2 separate regions of the Mus musculus genome follow, and region 1 is linked to region 2. Evidence: chromatin contacts called from public HiChIP or PLAC-seq data. All regions are on one chromosome and are shown on one strand. The core of a region is the stretch at or near the end of the contact, and the rest is flanking DNA. Distances in the headings are between cores, read along the strand shown. Region 1 holds the start of Gm38545 (predicted gene, 38545). Region 2 has its middle 5.9 kb from the start of Gm31830.

The links. HiChIP or PLAC-seq counts read pairs in DNA pulled down with a chosen protein or histone mark.
Region 1: a contact with region 2 is called in an H3K4me3 HiChIP or PLAC-seq map of embryonic basal ganglia, with 3 times the contacts expected there. The contact joins two enhancer-like sites. A contact is called at or near these places in 1 of 15 datasets of contacts at CTCF or cohesin (embryonic stem cells), 17 of 484 Hi-C or Micro-C datasets (the G1E-ER4 cell line, embryonic stem cells, epiblasts and 5 more), 9 of 115 datasets of contacts at active chromatin or transcription factors (embryonic basal ganglia, embryonic forebrain, embryonic hindbrain and 4 more) and 2 of 9 other capture datasets (embryonic stem cells and embryonic tail).

Annotation. Positions count from the first base shown.
Region 1 is chr4:124,668,029-124,675,024 of GRCm38.p6, forward strand. It overlaps Gm38545 (predicted gene, 38545), which reads right to left and starts at 164. Exons shown (of 4, transcript NR_168615.1): 1 at 15-164. Within about 2 kb of position 4,618, at least 48 of the 459 cell types and tissues checked have an H3K27ac peak or open chromatin away from gene starts, as enhancers often do. A contact at or near this core is called in embryonic basal ganglia and epiblasts, where this site is marked.
Region 2 is chr4:124,441,378-124,449,110 of GRCm38.p6, forward strand. No RefSeq gene overlaps it. Among named protein-coding and RNA genes, the nearest start is that of Gm31830, 5.9 kb to the right of the region's middle. Within about 2 kb of position 2,149, at least 19 of the 459 cell types and tissues checked have an H3K27ac peak or open chromatin away from gene starts, as enhancers often do. A contact at or near this core is called in embryonic basal ganglia and epiblasts, where this site is marked.

The DNA.
Region 1 (6,996 bases), core at 3,368-5,867, 230 kb after region 2:
GACCTGCTGCTTACCTTCTCTGGGTAAGCAGGAGGGTAGGCTGATGGGCCAGACCCCCACCTCTACAGCCAACCTCACAAAGGATCCTCCTGCACAGAATGAGAAGCGAGATGGGACCCACGGGAGTAAAGGCAACCTCCAACCTACCCATCCCTAGGATGCTTGAGACCAGCAGCTCTGAGACCCAAGCTATACATCACAGTGGGGAGGAGACCACATTAGAATAATGCAGGATTAGAGTGGGGTTGCTATAGCGACGTATTAGGGCAATACATCTAGGGAGCCCCAGCCCCTTGGTGATGTATGGCTCTGCTCAGCTGTGGGGAGCAGGGGGAGGGGACCTGTCCCGCCCCTCCAAGGGAGAGCAGACACCGAACACTCTTCATTGGAGGAGAGCATCTGCGTTAGACACTAAAAATAAGCATCTGAGGACCCCGTCAAGACTGAAAAGTGTACCCTGCCAACTGCCACTGTCCTGCATATTCAACTTGATGTCAACTTCAAATCTCAGCTCTAACCATAGCCTCAGCCTCTGCCATCCCTAACCCCAGCCCATGAAGTAGCACCAACCCTCCAGCCCAGCCCCACCAGGCTCCCACATTTGCTTCATTGCTAAGGACTGGTCCCATACTGTCTCCCTGAGTATCTGATGGGACTAGATGTGTGTGTGTGTTGGGGGGGGGGGGGGATCAAGGGTCAAAGAAAAGAACAGAGCCAGACCATAGTGGTCTGTGACTTTAATTCCAGCCCTTACACTTGGAGGCAGAGGCAGGCAGAACTCTGAGTTCAAGGCCAGCCTGGTTTACAGAGCAAGTTCCAGGACAGCCAGGGCAACACAGAGAAATCCTGGCAAGGGTGGGGATGGGAAGGAAGGAGAAAAAGGTTAGGGGAGAACAGAAGGGAAGGAGATGGGCAAGCTCCTGGAAACCTCCCTAGTAAAATCCAGAGTCCATCTTAGGCAAGTGCTCCCTCCTCTCCCAGTGGCCTTTGTGCTGACCCCTGGCACCCCATTCTGTCTAATCCAAGTCTATCTAGCATCCCTGTGTATGATCTCAGGGCTATAGAGAGGCTGAACAGGTGGACCTACTGGACAAAAAGAAGAAGAGCCTGCCAATAAAGAAAGACTCAAAACCAACCAACCAAACAACAGCCAAAAACTTTCCCTTTCCGATAATGTTTGTACAGGTATGAGACAAAGTCGGGTGGCAGGCTGCCTCCTAAGCACACGCTCAAGTCATTTGTACTGGCTTGCTCCCCTCTGAAGCCCTGCATCTCAACACCTTAGGGACATCATGGAAGATTCTCTAGAGACAACACCCATTGCTACATTTACCTTAGAATTGTAGTGAGAGGGGAAAGAAAGAGAAACCTGTTTCAGAACCAGACTGGCTCTCTTGACGTTCCATGTATATTAATTCCATCTATGCATCGTGCGTGGGCATATGTGTTGAAGTGCATGTGTGCAGGGTGTATGTGTACATGTGTGTGCGTGTACATGCCCTGCGTCCTCACTCATTGCCTTTCCAGTTTATTCATTGAGTACAATACTTATACAACCCCCTCAAAGTCTTCTGGCTTTTTGTTGTTGTTTTTGTTTGGTTCACTTCAAGGCGGGTTCTTGCTACGTGACCCAGACCAGCCTTCAACCCAAGATTCTCCTGTTTCAGCCTCACAAATGCTGGGATAAAAGTGTGAGCCACCGGGCTGGTGAGATGGCTCAGTGGGTAAGAGCACCCGACTGCTCTTCCAAAGGTCCAGAGTTCAAATCCCAGCAACCACATGGTGGCTCACAACCATCTGTAATGGGATCTGACTCCCTCTTCTGGAGTGTCTGAAGACAGCTACAGTGTACTTACATATAATAAATAAATAAATTTAAAAAAAAAAAAAAAAAAAGTGTGAGCCACCATGCCAACTTTATCCCTTTTTATGTTTGAAAATAACACTGAGCCTGGCCTCCTGGATGAAACAAGATGTGTCCAGGAGACCCAGCCTCTGCCGCTGCCAGACCCAGACCAAAGCATGAGACCAAGTAGAAAGCCCGGCCTCGTCACTGGTGCTAGACCCCAGAGAAGTCAGGTCTTCTTCATTCCTGATTGAGAAGAACTCCCAGACATGATTCTCTCTCTCTCTCTCTCTCTCTCTCTCTCTCTCTCTCTCTCTCTCTCCCTCTCTCTCTCTCATTCAGCCCACGTGTGCTCCCTCCTCACAGTCAGCCGGACACACACGAATACATTCAGAATGCGTCCACTCTCACCCGTGGTGGAACAGAAGGCTGAAAGGAAGGTAGTGGGAGGGCAGAGTGTGTGCCCAGAGGGCAGTTCCTGGGGTCGGGTGGCAGGGTGCCCAGGGTACTGAGTGGGCAGGAGACCTCATGGCTTCCTCTCTTCTCTAGCCAGTGACCAAAGGTCAGCTCTGGCGGCTTGGCCACGTGCAGTCCACCCACAACCCTGGTCAGGTCATGTGAGACCAGGACTGAGGCTTTGTCAACACTCCATTGTCTCCCAGAGCCCAGCCTCTGTGTGTGGTAGGGGGAAAACCCTCTCCAGCCCAGGCGAGCTGGTGAATCTCCAGAGCCATAATAAGCTCCCAAAGAAATGCTTCCACTGGGGAGTCCTTCAAGCATGATGATGATGATGATGGTGGTGGTGGTGGTGATGATGATGATGATGTCATCGTCGATGCCCTACAGGACCCCATTCCTCTTTGAGACTTCACATGATCCTCAAGAAGTGGTGAGGAGGGCCCTCCCTTGGCATTGAGAGAGGGAGCAAAGGGAGGAAGGGCCTCCTTTCCTCTGTTCTCCTCGGGGCAGATATGCCATCATGTGACCCCAGCCCCCCCCCCACCTCACCCATTCCACAGATGCTCTGGGGGGAAAGAGAGAGCAAAGAAGGCTGAAATATGGCCCTGAAGGTCATCTTGCACGTCAGCATTGGGACGCGCCCCGGAGCCCCTTGTGTCCTGGCTCCCAGCCTGGACCACAACACAGGCCCCATTGACTCCTGTGTACCCTCTTTCCCAAGATGCCCACAAAGTCATGGGCTCATGGTTCCTAGCCACAGGCTCCTGAGCCCCCCAAGAAGGCCAGGGTTGGCGAGAACATAAACTGCACCTGCACAGGAGTCTCTCAAGTCCAGGCTGAAGGTCATGGCCAACCTTTAGGCTTTATCCTACCCAGTCTGAAATGGAGTCAAATGGAGACCCAGGTAGGGCACGTTCTCTGCCAGTTCTCTGCAATACAAAGTCCTATGTTTTCTTTAAAGCTAGCCCCTGACTCAGCCCTTACCACTGAAATGTAAGGCCAAACCACCCTGGTCCACTGTGTCTCTCTTACCAGGGGTGTCAGGTGAGGGAAGAGGGTTGTGCCTGGGGGAGGGGCTGGGGCTGAAGAGCTCCAGAAGGGGAGGGCTGGCCCTGCAGGATGACAGAGAGATGATTAAACCCACAGAGAAGATTGATAAGGGTGCTAAAAAGCTGCAAGTCTGCAAGGTGGGCTGGGGACAAATCTCATCTTGTCCTGGCAGTGCTCACAGTTTTGGGGGGCTGGGCCAGCCTGGCTGAGCTCATGACCCATACATACAAAGAACACTCCAGAACAGGAGGGACTAGGGGGCTAGAAGGCCACTTCCTGCTTCTCCCTCCTGGCCTCTGATGAAGGCTTCTGGAGCTCACCGAGGGACCCCTGCCCCCTTAACACCTGGGCAGTGCGTCCCTTCACCCACAGCATCTCTGCCTCAGCTCTCACTCTCGTTATTATTAGATGTGATTTACAGCGGAAGCGCTGAGTCAGACAAACCGAGATTTCCCCTAGACAGAGGCAGTGGGAGAGGAGAGTCCAGGGGAGGTGGGCAGGGTCCTCGGAGGGAGCCAGGAGCTGGGTATACCAGACTCCAACTTGTAGAATGAGCAGGGAGTTTATGTTGCTGTTTCTCCTACCTGCTCTAGGCCCAGGATCCTCACTTGGGACTCTTGGACATTCAGACCCCTTTTCTGACATCTCGCCTCACCTTTGAGCTTGTCTTGGTTGGCCTCCTTTCCTTTTACAAATTTAAGAGGAGAGCCTGGAAATGAGTCAGGACCTTGTGTCTTCAGAACGGCTCTGAAGGTGGTCCCGAGCTCCCAGAGATGGAGAGAAACAGCGGAAGGGCCCCGGCCACCCCACCCCCACTCTGCAAACAGAGACCCTAGCACCGAGTTCCGGGCAAGTGGGGGGTGTCCAAAGGCGCAACACCGCCTGCAGGAAAAGCCCACATTTCTGCTTTCACCTTGTGCAGAAGAGAGTGGTGGGCAGGTCGGTCTCTGCTCCCTGGGTCTCTGACTCCCTGGCAGGGAGGAACTGGGCATTGTTGCCAAAAATAAACGTTCCTTCTCCCGCTCCCTGGCTCCCGGCTCCCGCTCATTAGGATGCGTGGCGTTTGGCTGCGGTCCCACACCTTGCAGCTCATTATAAATATGCAGTCGCTGCTGGCGCTACCCCAATCATCTCTGCAATCAGAGCTTTTAATTAGGTTAATTAAATTGTATCAAATCTCGCAGGGACGCAGTTCACTGATGCTGATGAGGCAGCCAAAACAGACCCCGGCTCCTTGGCTAATGAAGGCCGCTGCCTGCCTGAGCAGCGAGGGGGCAGGAACGCATAATAAAGGGGTGCGTCCTCGGGGAGGAGCTGCTGCCCAGGCCCATGCTCTGGGGACCTAGGAAAGGATCTTCATCTAGCAAGTTGAGCTCTAGCGGCAGCAGTCTCCCAACCCCAGAGACTATCAGCCTCGCTGGAGAACCAACGATGCGGAGCATCAGGAACCCAGACAGGTGGGCAGTGTTAGGCCTAAGCACCTGCCACCCCAAACTACAGAGTAAACAGTGTCTTGATATCCACTGGCTCTATCTGGGAGCGCCTTACTTCTTCCACAGACTAGTTTAAAAAAAAAAAAAAAGGGGGGGGGTGCGCATGCGCACACGTGCCCGTACACACGCGAGGGGAGAGATGGGGGCGGGAGTGGGGGGGAGGAGGGAAGTTGTCCTGTCACTGCCTCCTTGGTTGTCTTATTAGCCTGTGAGGAGGCCAGGCTGAGGCTAGGAAGCCCATCCCACTGCTGGCCTAGTCTCCATCTGCCATGGAGGCCATCTGCCCCTGGCAGGGGGTAGTTTATAATGCTACCAGCCAAAGACAGGAGGGGGTGGCACCCCCTCCCCAGTCTCTACGTGCCAGATGGAGCCTGTGTTTTCCCACCTACCTCTCTACCTAAAGAGCCCTCTCTCAGGGAGAGACATTAGTCCCGGCCCTACAGGATCAAATTAGCTAAGGAAGAGAGCCGATTCCTCCCCACTCCGTCCCTCCTCACCCTGAGCTGACAGTCCCGCGCGTCCTGCACTCTACCACAGGCCATGGGAACCCATGCAAACCCGGAGCTGGAGGAACAGAAGGTCTTCCCCTAACTTTTAGCAAAATGGCAGGTGCTGCCACCTCTAGAGGGGTGGTCCCTGCCACTGCTCAGCCCTCTCCTCTGAACTCTTCAGTTCTCTGAGCAAAAGAAGGCCAAAGATGGGGACTTGTTCAGTGCTTTCAAGGTGAAGCTTGCCTGTTCTGTAGGAGCTGCTTTTTGCTTTTGGTTTGGTTTGGTTTTTGATTTTTGTTTGTTTGTTTGTGTTTTGGCTTTTGATTGTTTTTTTTTTTAAATAGAAAGGTTGTGTGGATGGGGTGTTATTTCCACTCAGTAATGTGAAAACTTGAAACCAACCCCCACCCCCACCATTTGTCACCTCAGAAAGAAGCCTTTGGGGGTAACAAAGAAAAATAAAAAGCTGTAAATTAGTCAGACTGGCTCAGGGCAAGGGAGGGGAGTACCCACCTGCCTCCAGGCACCAGGGTTTCGTTAACACTGGTGATCTGAGCGTGGCCATCAGGTGACAGACAATGAAGACCTGAGACGCCTTCCTTCCCACCTTCCTTAAATCCCCCAAAGCAGCAGCCCCCTGCCTAGATCCTCAGTTCTACTCCAGACTAGCCTCTACCTGCCGGGGACAGACTGCGGGACCTCCCAGCACCTGGGTGTTCCTCCTATGTCAGGATATGGCCATCGCCTTTTCTAGGACCATCAAGTCAGGCAGAGCAGATGGACAGGAGATGTAACTGAGACAAGACTTCCCAAAATGCCATACCAGAGGGCCTGGGGAGAGAAGGCAAAGCAGTTCCTTACTGGAGTCAGGAGCCGCGGGAGCGATGTTTCCTTTGGCCTGGCCTTCTAGGGGAGGCAGGCAGAAGTATGTACAACCAGGACTGCCTCTTCTGGGCTCCAGAGTCTCAGACTTGGGCTTTGGAAGGCTAAGGCTCTGGTCCAGGCTTTGCATATTCTAAGCCAGAGCTCTACCACCGAGTGATCCCCCAGGCCACAGACCTAAGCACACAGCCTCTATGCCTTTCCTTGTTACAACTGCACACGGTTGTTCCCGCATCCATTCTCTACAGGCCCAGAAGCCAGTGGGGACTGTGCCAGCAAGGAGGCCCCATGACCTGGCTGGCTAGAGAGTGCACCGTCTAACCCCAGAAGGCAGCTGCAAAAAGCCAAGAAACCTGCCAGCTCAGCCTCAGACAGCCCACCCCCAGCCCTCCGTTCATCGGCAGTTTGGGCCCAGGGTTCTCACCCCAGGCTCAGTACACCCTTCCCAGTGCTCTGTGCATGAGGCTTTGGGAACTGGCAAGCCAAGATAGCTTTGGGAGGAAGAGAGAGCCCAGAACCACACACCTACTCGCCTCATGGTTTCAAGTCCTGGCAGGCCCTGGCCTGGCAGGCCCTGGCCTAGCCGGCCTCCGCTGTCATGCCGAGCAAACAGTCTGCACACGGCTTTCCCCGATGAAGGACGTGCGGCTTTGGTTGTTCAGTGACCCACAGCCAGCAGCACCGGGAGACAGCAAGCCACAAGTCAACCTCTCAGAACTTCACAAAAGGAAAAACCCCTACCACATCCCGGTGGACCGATCACTGGGAAACCTGA
Region 2 (7,733 bases), core at 899-3,398:
TAATCATGACCAGGAATGAACCTAGTTTGTCTTTATTATAAGATGGCTTTTAAGCCTAAGATGGAGACAGGGTGGTTCTGCACATCTAGACAGCCTGCATCCCCAAGCACTCCACCCTCACACTTCCCAGTGTGTGCTCTCTTGAGCAACTCCCTTCTGCACCAGGTTCCAAAGAGTTACCAAGGCAAGACAGAATATACTGCTGGTAAAGCACTAAGTGTGCCGCTCGGCGCACAGTAGGTTCTCAGGAAATGTTACCTCTATGTCTAGTTTTGCTAAGACCACCAAGGGCCTGCTCGCACATCAGCAAGTTCTATTGTTCTTGTGTCTCCATCAAGAGTCCCCAGGCTTCTCAGAGGCCACAGGCTTCCCCAGCCAGCTCCAAGACCTCCCAGTCACACCGCAGCCTTGTGGGCATCTCCTCAGCCTCCAGGGGGCCTGGAGTACCGTTTACAGAAATTCCCTTCCACCCAGAGAAAGCCTTGTCTTTGGGAAATCTTCTTTTCGGTGATCTGGAGGCCAGAGGGGTCTCCCAACCAATGGAAATTCACGGAGCAAATAAAGAGACACAAGACCCCCAAAGAGCTCCCAGGACCCCTGGGGTCAGAAGCCAGGCACTGCATTTATGTGCAAATGGAGCCGGATTAGGGATTAGGGATTATCAGAGCCCCGAATTACGTGCAGCTGTCAGGTCTCTTTGTCCAGAGGGATCAGGGAGATTTCTGGCTCCCCTCCCACCTCTCCTCCGCTGAGCTGTCAGAGGCAGAAGGTAAGAGGGTCTCACACTGCCTGCTGGGGAGCACTGGGGGAGGGCTGGGGAGAGGCAGGCCTTGAATCGATAGGCAGCCCACATGGCCCCTCCCAATGGCGATCAATGCCTCTTCCTGCTGATTCCTGATTCCAGAGCATCCAGTTGTGAGTGTGTGTTTGTGCGCGTGCGTGCGTTCGTGCATGTGTTACAGGATGGGATATGGCCTTAGGACCATGACCCCTAGCTCCAGTTTTTACTCAAGGCATCTGGCCCAAGAAGCCCACTGAAACAGACATGTCAGAATAGCAGTCACCACCAGCCCATTCCCCATACTGACAAACTCTAGCAGTTTTTCTTCCATCTAAAGAGCTGTAGTGAGCCCACCCACAGAAACTTAGTCTAAAAAGCAGGTGGCCCCACTGAAGGCTCCCATTTCTCCGGTCACTGCTCTGTTCTGCTTTGTGATATGGGCCAGAAACTCTGGGGCAAGCTAAAACAGCCTCAAGAACAGTCTCTCTCTCCCTGCCCCCAATTTGTGTCTGTGTCTAGGTGTGTCTGTCTCTTCCTTTCCTAAATACACAAAATGATGTTACAGTAAACACGTGAAAGAGCCCTCGCAGCTAACTACACTCAGTCCATTTTAAAGCCAGGGGGGCTGGAGTATAGAAGGGGTCTGACAGCAACCCTTAAGGTCACTCAACAAAGATGACCACCTGGGGAGGATAGGTCAGGACTGACAGCCTCTCCCCCGGGGCCTCCGGAGCAATGGGGCTCTGCAGCCCTGGCCAACAAAACTGTAACGCTGTGTGTAAGCACAGCGTTACAGTAACCACCAGGTCAGGAGCTGTGTGACCCGTGGCTGCAGCACCCGGAGGTACACACAGCAGCTGCACGGGTGCCCAGGGTCCCTAACCCCTAGCACAGTTCCTTGGCTACTGTCCAGTCTGTAACACAGCTGGAGAGTCAAGGCATAGTTAGCATCCTTATTCAAACAGCAAGAAGACTGGGGGGTGGAACACTGTGGCAAAAGAGACCTTGGGCTGCGTGGAGAGAGACCGCCGGCCGGCCTGCTTCCTGACCCTAGGAGGTAGAGATTAGGGACTCTGATGAGTTTGTCAGGGAAGGGGCCTGTTTACTCAAGTTGCCTAAGTGCAAGCAACACACCACTAAAGCTGAGGCCGGAGAACAAGCTGCACGAAGCATGTTGTGGGCCAAGGTCTAGTAAGAAATATTTCATACACTTCAGACTGTGCATCGGGTCTCTGTCCCAGACTCCTTTTTGGTTTTCTTTATAAATGTAAAAAAAAAAAAAAAAAAAAAGCAGACAGCATGTCGGGCGACGGGTGGGAGGCAGGCTGTGAGCTGGAATTGACCCACGGGCCCCACAGTTTGCTACCCACTGGTCTGACTAGTCCCCTGGGGCTAAGGGAAAAGCTGTTTGGCATCTCTAAAAGAACAGAGAGGCCAGAGAGGAGGGTGGATGCTGCACAGATACTAAGACCAAGCTGGAGCCATAACCCAGAGCAAGGGCAGAGGTGTCAAAAGCAGCAGAATGAGGCTGGGCAGGGCCTAGGTGCAGCTGTGAGGGAGCCAGGCCAGACCCCTACATTCCCCCCTCAGCGAGAATCAATAACGATTTGAATTTCTTTCATCTGAGCAGGGATAGCAACACACGCAAACACAGAGAGGGAAAAGGCATTGATTCCTCCCAGCTGCCGCCAAGCCCTCCTCACCGTTCCGACACCCCCCCAGCCCCCCCCCCCACCATCTGGCCTCCCCTCCCCCAGACCCCTCGCACTCAGCATCCTCTCCCTGTCTGCGCCGCCACTCCTGTATCCACTCTGCAAAACCCTGGGGACACCAGAGGCAGGGAGTCCTGCCAGGGTACTGCAATCCTCCACATACCACATCATCAAGACCCCGCTGAGTTAAGGCCCCCCAGAATGGGACAAGGCTGAGCTCCACTTGGGGGACCTACACCTCCTGAGGATACCTGAGCTTTATCCCTCGTGCCAGGCCCCCACCCACCACCCTGCTGGTTTCAGAAATCCGTGGGGTTTTTTGTTGTTTTTTTTTTTTTTTTTTTTTTTTTTTTTTTTTTTGCGTATTCATGCATCTGAGAGACAAAGCAGGTATGTCAGGATTGGCTTCTCCGCAGAGTGTGATTTTGGATTCCGCCAACATCGGAGTGGTTCCCTGAGGTGTCAGATAATGGATTTCCTGGGGAGAAACAGGAGGCAGATGTGTGGTTAGAAGAATAAGGACTGAGGGGCAGTGCAAGCCAAAAAGGGGTACAAAAGCGAAGAAGGTAAAGAGCGGAAAGAAAAGGTCTCCTTTCTGTGCATCATAAAGGTCATGACCAGCACCCCAGAGCAAAACACCGGATAACAGAGAAAAACACCGGATAACCGAGAAAAGCACCACAAACTTACTTGCTCGCTGGTTTAGGTGACTCGAGCCTTCCCAGTGAAGACCCAAAAGCCCTTGTTTATCTCTAGCATCAAAGAAGAGGGGGTGACCTGTGAGAGGGCTCCCTGAAAACTGTGGGCCAGGACTCTGGGGGAGCTGAGCAGGTCTGCAGAGTCTTCTGCCCCACCCCACCCCCCACTGTAGCATTCTGTTCTCCTAGGTATGAGAGATGCAGAGCTGTTTGGAAATGAGAAAATAAATTTCTTTCTGGATGGCTCTTATATGTAAAGGTGGGTGGGAGGTTAGAAAAGAACATTTTATGCTTGGCTTTAGGGGACAGGATTCTGGTTACACACGCACCCTGAAGAAGAGGAATTATAGGTGTGTGTGCTCATGCGTGCTCTCGTGTGTGTGTGTGTGTGTGTGTGTGTGTGTGTGTGTGTGTGTGTTTGTGTAGACCAGAAGCTGACAGCAGGTCTCTTCCTCTATTCCTCTCCACCCTGTTGTTTGAGACTGGGCCTCACACTGAACCTGGAACTCACCAGTTTGGCTAGACTGACTGGACTCGCAGGGCACGCTTCCTCAGAGCTGGGGTTACAGGTGCACACCGCCAAACCCAGCTTTCTGCACATGGGTGCCAGGGATCTAAAACTATGTCTTCATGGTTGCGCAGCAAGCACTTAGCTGAGTCTTGTTCAGTGTTAACACCTTACCTTGGGGGAGAAGGACTGTGAGAACCAGGCAGCAGACTAGTTAGAAATTTTCTTTTGAAGTAGCTTCTGAGGTATTTTGGGGTGTTTTCCCTGAGCCCCAGTGAGGAATGAATGGAAGTATATTTATGACATAAAATTAATATGAGTTAGAGTGGGAAGAGGAAATGGGCCAACTCTTGGACCAGGTCTGGAGTTCTGGTTTGGGTCAGTGAGCAGCAGAGGAGTGAGGTTTACAGTGGGGTACAGGAGACTGGTCCCATGCCAGGGGGCACTCATCTCATGGGTTAAGTCTCAAGGAGCATCATGGACTATAAATATGACCTTTGTCTCTCTTCCATATGAGACCTCGGGCTCCTGGAGGTCCTTTGACATTGGGCCTCACTTCCTTGGCTTCTTCCGGGCTCCGCAGATGACGCTCTCTCATTTAGAGGGGTCACTGGAGTTCTCATGCCCCAGCCTTAGCAGTTACATATCTTGGGTGTGCTCATGGAGAATGGTTCCTTCCCAACCTTCCCCTTCTCGGCCTCCCTAGCCTCCAGTTTGCTGCCTTCAACACCTGAGGTTTTAGAACAACCTGAAGCTGTGCTGCCTCCCACATCCCCCATTTTAAAAAGCCCTCTCTCCAATCCAAACTTTCCACCATTCTAGTTTCTCCTCCACGGTCTCGCTTCTTTGGCCTCATTGAGACTCCAAGTTGTAATTCCTTCTGCCCCCTCCTATCCCTCACCTCTCCGTGTGACCTAGAACCTCTCTTTAGTTGCATGCCATGGAACTCTAGCCACGGTGACTTTCCCACAAGCTCCCCTGGCTTCCTGGCCATGTTTGGAGACACTTTTCCCAGCCATCATAGCAAATGGTACTACTGTTATGACTTGGATCTGCAAAGTCAGCAAAAGATCCTGTGGGAAAGACTTGGTCCCCAGATAATGGCTGAGTTGGGAGGGGGCAGAAGCATTAAGAGGTGGGCCCTGGTCAAGGAAAGAAATCTCTTGAAGAAGGGTATAGTATATTGACTCTATCTATCTATCTATCTATCTATCTATCTATCTATCTATCTATCTCCTCCCTCCCTCCCTCTCTCCCTCCCTCCCTCCCCCTCCCTCCCTCCCTCTGTCTCTCCCAGTGTCTCTGTATTGGCCCTCCCTCTGTCCTTTTCCAAACATGAGATAAACAGCTTTGCACTGACACATGCTTCCCGAACAACAGCTCCAACAGATCATGCCCTGAAACTTCTAACCCTGTGAGTCAAAATAAATCCTTTCTCCTTTAAACTGGCTCTCTTGGGAGTTTTGTCACTGTGACAGACAGCTGACACTCACCTCCTTGGAGCCCTTCTTTCAGTCCTCCCCTATATCCCAGCTAAGGAACTCATCTCTGTCTCTTCACTTTGGGTTCAGTAACGTTGGCCAGTAGCCCGGAGCGGACAGTGTCTATGTGCAAATCTAAGCCTGAGTCTTAGAAGGCATTGCATGTTGCCAGTGCTGCCTCTAGAAGAGCCTGCCCCAGAGGGAGGATGAGACACACGCAGTGAGGCCTCAGCTGCTATAGCACAAAGCAGAGCTAAACAGCCTTGCCCGGGCGAGACCATTGAACTGCAGCCAAACTGGGAGATTTCCTGGTGCGCAGCGTTTGGGGAGGTTTGTTTTGCAGCATTTCTGTGGCAAGAGTCAATGACTGCCCATAATCTCAAGAAAGCAGCCATCTCATTCCATACACAAAGAAGGACAAAGAGCAGAAGGCATATCCCAGATGGCTTTTCTCTTTAATTAGCCTTTAGAGATGCTTCACCCAGCCATTTCCATTTCTATCTCCTTGGCCAAAGTCTTTACCCTGTCCATCCTGAGTATATAGCAAAGGAAATATTTTTAACCGAGTTGCTCCAAGCCAAATCTAGGTCTTTATTTGGCTGGACGTTAATCTAGTGCATAGCACGGGTAGAAATAGAAAACAAACACATAAGAGATCATTTTAGGCACCAACAAATGCTGTGAAAGAGAGAAAATAGAAAGAATGGTTAGGGGATCATTGGTGCAGAGACATGTATTAGCTCAGAGGACCGGAGAAGGCAACCAGAACCATATATGAGAACTGGGTGCCCAAAGGAAAAAGCAAAGACGAAAGTCCCAACCTAGGGGTATCCTCAGCAGGCCTGAATACCAACAGGAAATGATGCAGTAGCTGGGGAACAGCAAGCAAGAGGGGAGAGGCAGAGGAGAGCAGGCAGCCTACTGTAGAGTTCTGTGGGCTCTGACCAGAAGAAGCCTGTGTGTTGTTCTAGTTGATCTCCAAAGATTACATCAGATGGTCTGTTCAGGAGGATCCTAACGACAAGAGCAGAAGCACCGGTAAGCAGCTGTGTGCAAGCAAGAGAAGCATCCAATGCGGGTGATATTATTCAACGCTGAATTAGAAACGCTAGCCAGCATAATAAGACGAGAGAAAAAAAAAACAGTAAAAAACATACAGAATAAAAGAGAAAAAAACAAACTTGTTTCTACAGGTAGGTGGCACAGTTGTTTACATAGAAAAAAATCACATAGGTTGCAAAGAAGCTATTCAAAATCTAGTAGAAAAGATGGGAAGATCGTAGTATACAAAATCATGTGCAAAAGTCCAATGTTGACCTATATGCCAACAAGAAACAATTTTAAAATTACAATGTTTGAAGTACCATTTACAACACTACTCCTAAAACCTGAAATAATGTTTTCGATCTACCAAAACAAATGGAATGTCTATATCTTTTTTTTTTTTTTTTTCGAGACAAGGTTTCTCTGTGTAGCCCTGGCTGTCCTGGAACTCACTCTGTAGACCAGGGTGGCCTTGAACTCAGAAATCCGCCTGTCTCTGCCTCCCAAATGCTGGGATTAAAGGTGTGCCCGGGCGGAATGTCTATATCTTAGCAAATGTAAAACTGCATAAAATAATTCAGGTGGAACATACATAAACAGAAAGACATGGTATAACAGATACCAACCTTCCACAAACTGCTCTTCAGTCCAAATCACTATCAAAATCACAGAAGGATTTTCAAAAAACTCAACAGAGTGAGTCTAGTCTTTATATGTAGAAACAAAGTAGCAATTTTGAAAAAGCAACTGACTGGGGATAAGATTTTCTACAAAGCTAGACTAATCTTAACCTGGGGTGTTGGTAAAGAATAAACCTAATAAGCAATGTTCAACAGAAAAAAAATGTCCAGCAACAGGATCCTATACATGTAATTAACTGATTTGCCTAATGTAGGGATGCAACAACAATCTTTCCAACAAGCAGCAGGGACAGACTGTACATCCATAATCTAAAATAGGAGAAAGAGGAAGAGGGTGGAAAGAAAGAAACAAAAGAAGAAAATTGACCCATACCAGGAACACCAAAAACATGATTTGTAAAAAAAAAAAAGTAAAGAAAAAAAGAAACAAAAAGATAAATCAGGGGGCTGGAGAGATGGCTCGGTGGTTAAGAACCAGCTCGGTGGCTGCTCTTCCAGAGGTCTTGTGCTCAGTTCCCAGCAGCCACATGGTGGCTCACAACCATCTGTAATGGGATCTGACATCTTCTTCAAATGTACATGCAGATAGAGTACTCATATACATTAAATAAATCTTTTTTAAAAATTGACAAATTGGACATCAACACAGTTAAAAGCTTCTAATATCTGAGGGACACTGTTGGGAGGCTATAAGGTAAGCCATCGACCGAGTATTTGATAAAGAAAATATTAAAAAAAATTAATACCCCATAATAAGAAAACACAACCCAAATTAGAAACGAGCAAAATTCTGAACAGATACTTCACCAAAGAAGATATGTGGGTGGAAAAATGTTAATTAATCAAAAGAATCCAAAATTATTAATCA